2 separate regions of the Mus musculus genome follow, and region 1 is linked to region 2. Evidence: chromatin contacts called from public ChIA-PET data. All regions are on one chromosome and are shown on one strand. The core of a region is the stretch at or near the end of the contact, and the rest is flanking DNA. Distances in the headings are between cores, read along the strand shown. Region 1 has its middle 58 kb from the start of Gm30820. Region 2 has its middle 46 kb from the start of Gm30906.

Region 1 (2,712 bases), core at 82-2,581, 93 kb after region 2:
TTGTGAACCAAATCCATGTGTTCCTCAGTCCTAATAACAGCTTTTCATTTGAATTATGCATCAGTGTGAACATTTGAATTACAAATGTACGAATTATTCATTATTTTCGATGTGACTAAGTAGTCTGGCCTCACGTTGAAAGCCAGTGCTAAGCTTTCCTGGGTTCTGGATGACAAGGACAGGGCGGGCACCTGGAGACCCTGAAAGGGCTGGTTGCCCTTCAGAGTGCCAGTGTATAGAAAACACAGGGATCAGTGTACTATACAGGGTCCTGGGTTCTGACCTCTTCACACCCAGAGACGTCCCGGTGTCTCCTGGCTCAGCAGCCTGTAACAGCTGCTACCCACTGGCACCACCTACATTTTAAACCAGCTGGAGACAGAGTTCTACGTGATAAGCCTGTTACATTTGCAGAGTAAGCAGGAACATCTAATGGTTGGGCCCCCTAATGACTCAGGGACCAGGCTCTGACCAGCCATAGCAAAGCAGGGGGAAAAATAATTAAAAGGGCCTTTGTCAAACTCCCTCTAAATCAGTTTTTTTTAATGTGCTCAATTTAGGAGTCCCTAAGTGCCCATTCAACTGCAGTGGCCTCTAAGAACCATAGAAACCCCTGGGATAGCCATGGCCAATTAGTGAAACAGAAGTGTGTGTGTGTGTGTGTGTGTGTGTGTGTGTGTGTGTGTGTGTGTGTGTGTTTGCACTGTGTGTACTTTGCATGCATTCATGTGTTTAAAGAACCAGCACAGATGTTATATTATACTGAATGAGCCCCCATGAGAGAAGGACATATTGAACCCCAAATAGAATCATTCTTCTATTGTTTGGGAGACCGACCGTCAGAGTGACGGCAGCAAAGAGCGGCCCTGGTGATAAAAATAGACAAGGCTAGTACATGGGGGCCTTTAACAGATGAAACTTACAGAAATCCATAGGGAAAATCGGCAAGGCAGCTGCCTGAAACCTAAGGGTAGGCATCGTAAGGGACGGGAGGTGAGTAAAGAGACAGATAAAAAAGAGAAAGTGGCAAAGATGCCAAAACCAAAGAGGGAAGAAAAATACACGGTGTCAGAAACCAAATGAAGGAATAAGGGTGAAACTGTCAACTGTGCAAAGTGAAACCCTGCCCTGCCGTGCTTCAGCTAACAAAGAAAATGTGTGCTTTGTGCACATACTAGCAAGTCTTTAAAGACGGTGGTGGTGGTGGTGGTGGTGGTGGTGGTGGTGGTGGTGTGTGTGTGTGTGTGTGTGTGTGTGTGTGTGTGTGTGTGTGCTGGCAACGAGAAGCTTTTCCTACACCAGACCACACCAGATGCCTTTCCCCTGTCACCTCCCTTTGCTGAGTGAGGCAGTCATCCCCCGGAGAGGAGAAGGGTTGTTTAGTACCTGGGGGACTCTGTGAGCCACATCAATGCTGAAGGACTTTGCTCCATGACAGAAACTGAAGCCCCTACAGTGCCTGGCAGGGCATAGAGAGCCTGGCTGTGTGAAGCTCAGTAGGAAAAGCAATTTGGGGGATTTGATGGAAACTATAGATGGGCCTGCAAGGAGGGCCCTTTCCTCCCTCCCCTACTTGGGAAGATTCTGCTCTCAACCCCTGTCAACTCTAATCCCAAATGCCATCCTTATAAGGGACCTGCAATGTCAGATCAGCACCTTATTCATTTTTTAAAGCTATTAGGTTGTTTTATTTACTCTTTTAGTGGTCAAGCTATTGGATCCCAAGCTTTAAATCTCTCCAGTTCTAGTTACAATTGTTTAAAACACTGGCTAGTTGTAATCTATGGAAATACCTCTCCAATAAATGGGTAAAAACTTAGAATAACCAAAGAGGGGAGAAGGAGAGAGAGAGAGAGAGAGAGAGAGAGAGAGAGAGAGAGAGAGAGAGAGAGAGAGAGAGAGAGAGAGAAGAAGAAGAAGAAGAAGAAGAAGAAGAAGAAGAAGAAGAAGAAGGAGGGAGGGAGGGAGGGAGGGAGGGAAAGGGAAGGAAGGAAGGAAGGAAGGAAAGAAGGAAGGAAGGAAGGAAGGAAGGAAGGAAGGAAGGAAGGAAGGAAGGAAGGAAGGAAGGAAGGCAGGCAGGCAGGCAGGCAGGCAGGCTTGGCTCCAAGTTCAGTTGAATGCCCAAAGGTTCAAGTTTGGCTGAATAGACTTTGTGTAATGAAATCCCAGCTTTCCTGTCTGCTCCTCCAGGCTAAACACATCCTGGACGAGACTGATGAAATTAATTAAACAATGCAAGAATCTTATAGTCGGCTGTGTTACTTAGGATTACCTGTTAATAAGAAACAATGGGAACCAGAGAGCTAGCTTGGTCAATAAAGTAGTGCCTTTTGAGCATAAGAACTTGAATTTGAGCCGCAGAACCCATGTAAGAGAGCCAAAGTGAGGCTTATGTGTAATCCCAGTGCTGGGCAGAAGAAGACAAGAGAATCCCTGGGGCTCACTAGCCAGTCTGTCTTGCCTAATTGGTTCCCAGTGAGATATTCTTAAAGGAGTAGATGATAGTCCTGAGGATAACACACATGTACCGGCACACACACACACACCCAAAGCAACAATCCTCCAAAATTCAGTAGCCCTCCAGCTTCACCCTGCATGAAGAGTTGACTTTTCACTGACCTTCCAGTATGCAGCATGGGCTCCATCACTGTGGCTGTTAGGGCTCAGTCACAGAACTGCTATCCCCACTTTACAAGCATTGGCCCATAGAAA
Region 2 (2,700 bases), core at 30-2,529:
AGGTTTGAATCCCAGCACCCACATGGTGGCTCACAACCATCTGTAACTCTGGTTCCAAGGGATCCGATGCTCTCTTCTGATCTCCATGGAAACCAGGCATGCATGTGATACACATACATATATGCAGGTAAATGTCCATTCATAGACAAGGAAAGAGAACAGACAGAGATAGAGCCCAGTCTCCCAAGAGCACACACGCCCAGAGGCTGGGGTGTAAGGATACGAAACAGAAGTGAACAACACTCAGGCAGAAAAGGAAGGTCTCTAGGTTTGCATACTTGTGGAAGGACTTTCCCCACTGTCAAACCAAGACATCATTACCTGTCTTAGGAAAGCCCATTTCACTGATTCTGAAAACGCCAAAACCACCATCCTGAGTATAGATTTTGCAAACAAAAGATCCCCTGCCCTCACAGGAACCACCTCTCTTCCAGTGCCTAAGTCAGTAGAGAGCTCGATTTTGTAGCTACATCTTCCAAAGACCTATCTTTGCCTGTTCTGCCGCCTCCACACTGGGGCCTGCTGTCACCACTAGTAACACTTGTCTTCCTCTACCGCCTCTTCTATGAATGTGGCGTGCAATAAGCTTCGAGATAATCTGAAATCAAAGGAGCCTGATGTGCTGCGCAGGGGAAGAATGGAAAGAGAGACTCCTTCGAGTATAGGCGTGGGCTTACTGGTTCCTCCGCTGTACACTGAGCCCTTTTTCTGCCCGAAGTCAGAAGCAGCGTTTGGGTGATAATTCAATTGCTCTCATTCTCCAGTGGCTGTTAAAGGCTCTCTTTTCTTTTGAGCGATGGATCATATTTCTCTCTTATCTTCAGTCATTTCTGGGCTGCGCTTACCAGATAAGGGCCCCACTCCCCCTGCTCCCCACCATCTTAAAAGATTTCCCTGCCGAGTTTTATCAGCGTGAGTGCCGCACAGAGTGCATTCTGACAATGTTCAGGGCCGTTTGTTTCCAAGTCTCACAAGACTTTCTGACTTCCAAAGGAGTAGAGCTGCCAATAAAGTCCCTAGACTTCAGCCTCAGGAACAGGGAAGGGGAACGAACCAACAGAAATACCTGGAATTTATAAGGGAAATGTTTCGTGACCTTTGTTTTTAAAAGCAGGTTTTGGGGGGAGCCAGAAAATTCCCCTAGAGTGGTTTCATAGAGAAAACAGTACACCTCAGGTTTGAAAACAGGAAAAGGTGAGAGAGTGGTCACTGCTCGATCATCGCAAGAGCAGGGGAAATTGGTCTGAGGCAAACAGTTCTCAGAAAAAGCAACAGTTTCTTGACGGTGAGTGTTTAGATGGTTTTGACACCCTCCAAGCGAGGGCCAGACTCAAGTCCACACTCTGGAGGACTCTGAAAGCCAAAGTAGGTCAGGGGACAGTCTTGGAACTTAGAATAAACGTGAAAGCCATCGTGGGGACAATGTCCCTGTGAGAGCTATTGGGATGAAAACTTGAAATAAGATAGAATGAACTGCTGCATCATGACAACACAGAAGGAGACTGGGAGGAGACTGGGAGGAGACTGGGAGTAAGGAAGCTCACAGGACTGGAGTCTTCAAAAGAGATTCGAGTAGACTGAATTTGACCTGCTAATTAAAAAATGTATGTTAAGGTTTCTAGAGGAACACTGAGAAACTAAAACCAGAGCCTCTAAGTGCCAAATTAATGTGAGGACAGCAGTATAGGAAAGAGAATTTAATGTCACTATATTGCTTATATCGATTGTTTTAAATTTTTGAAGTCAGCATCCAGTTTCCTAGGGTAATCTTGAAAAACAACACAACCAACCCAGGGAAAGAAAAAAAAATGAGAATAACAAGAACAGAAAATTTGAAGCTGATTAAAATAAACACTTCAAAGATCTAGATGTGCAAAATTGTATCTTGATATAGATCAATAGAAAGAAAGATGCACTGCAAAAGAGCTTGAGGAAAAGGGACAAAAGACAGAAATAACAAATATTAAGTCTAAAAAAAATCAAATTATATATATAGGACAAGTTCATATATAATAAAAGTGAGCAGATTGAAAACACCATCCTTGAGGTTTTAAATGAAATAGAAGTGTTCCTTAAAAAGTAGAAATAACAAAAGATGCTTTGGGCAATAATAGCAAATATAGATGATTTGTTAACTGTTAATAAATTAAATTGGAATTTTAAAAACCTTCCCACATTAACCTTGAGTGGTCCTAAGGGAACAATGTCCTCTCACTTAGGGACCGATAGTCTCAGTCTTAGCCAACCTCGTCCTCTCTCCAGGAAGCAGGCAAACAGCAAATGGTATCTCAGCTTATTTTACTCCATAATAATTGTTTTTGATTTTAAAATTTTAAATTCATAAAAATAGAAGCAAAACCAAAGTGTTGACAAACAGAATCCTATCTTCCATGACCCTACGTGACACCTTACATCATAATCAAATTAGATTTATGTTAGGATGTAAGAGTATTAGGTAGAAGTCAGAAAATCTATTCATACAACTAACGTGACACATGAAAGGGGAGGGGTTGGTCATCTTAGTAGATTCAGAAAAAGCATCTAGTGAAATTCAACACAGTACACCAATATGACTAAATCTGATAAAAGATATTAATAAAAAAATAGCAATAGGATGGGGAGATGGGTCTGTGTGTGGACCCATTAGCTGTGTAAGTCTGCACACCAGTGTTCATATCCCCAGAACCACATACAGCTGGA

What was found. ChIA-PET counts read pairs in DNA pulled down with a chosen protein or histone mark.
Region 1: an RNA polymerase II ChIA-PET map of memory CD8 T cells shows a contact between it and region 2, with 21 read pairs. The contact joins two enhancer-like sites. A contact is called at or near these places in 2 of 484 Hi-C or Micro-C datasets (nephron progenitors and uterus), 1 of 115 datasets of contacts at active chromatin or transcription factors (memory CD8 T cells) and 1 of 9 other capture datasets (embryonic stem cells).

Annotation. Positions count from the first base shown.
Region 1 is chr10:8,036,115-8,038,826 of GRCm38.p6, reverse strand. No RefSeq gene overlaps it. Among named protein-coding and RNA genes, the nearest start is that of Gm30820, 58 kb to the right of the region's middle. Within about 2 kb of position 1,331, at least 62 of the 459 cell types and tissues checked have an H3K27ac peak or open chromatin away from gene starts, as enhancers often do. A contact at or near this core is called in memory CD8 T cells, where this site is marked.
Region 2 is chr10:8,128,775-8,131,474 of GRCm38.p6, reverse strand. No RefSeq gene overlaps it. Among named protein-coding and RNA genes, the nearest start is that of Gm30906, 46 kb to the left of the region's middle. Within about 2 kb of position 1,279, at least 55 of the 459 cell types and tissues checked have an H3K27ac peak or open chromatin away from gene starts, as enhancers often do. A contact at or near this core is called in memory CD8 T cells, where this site is marked.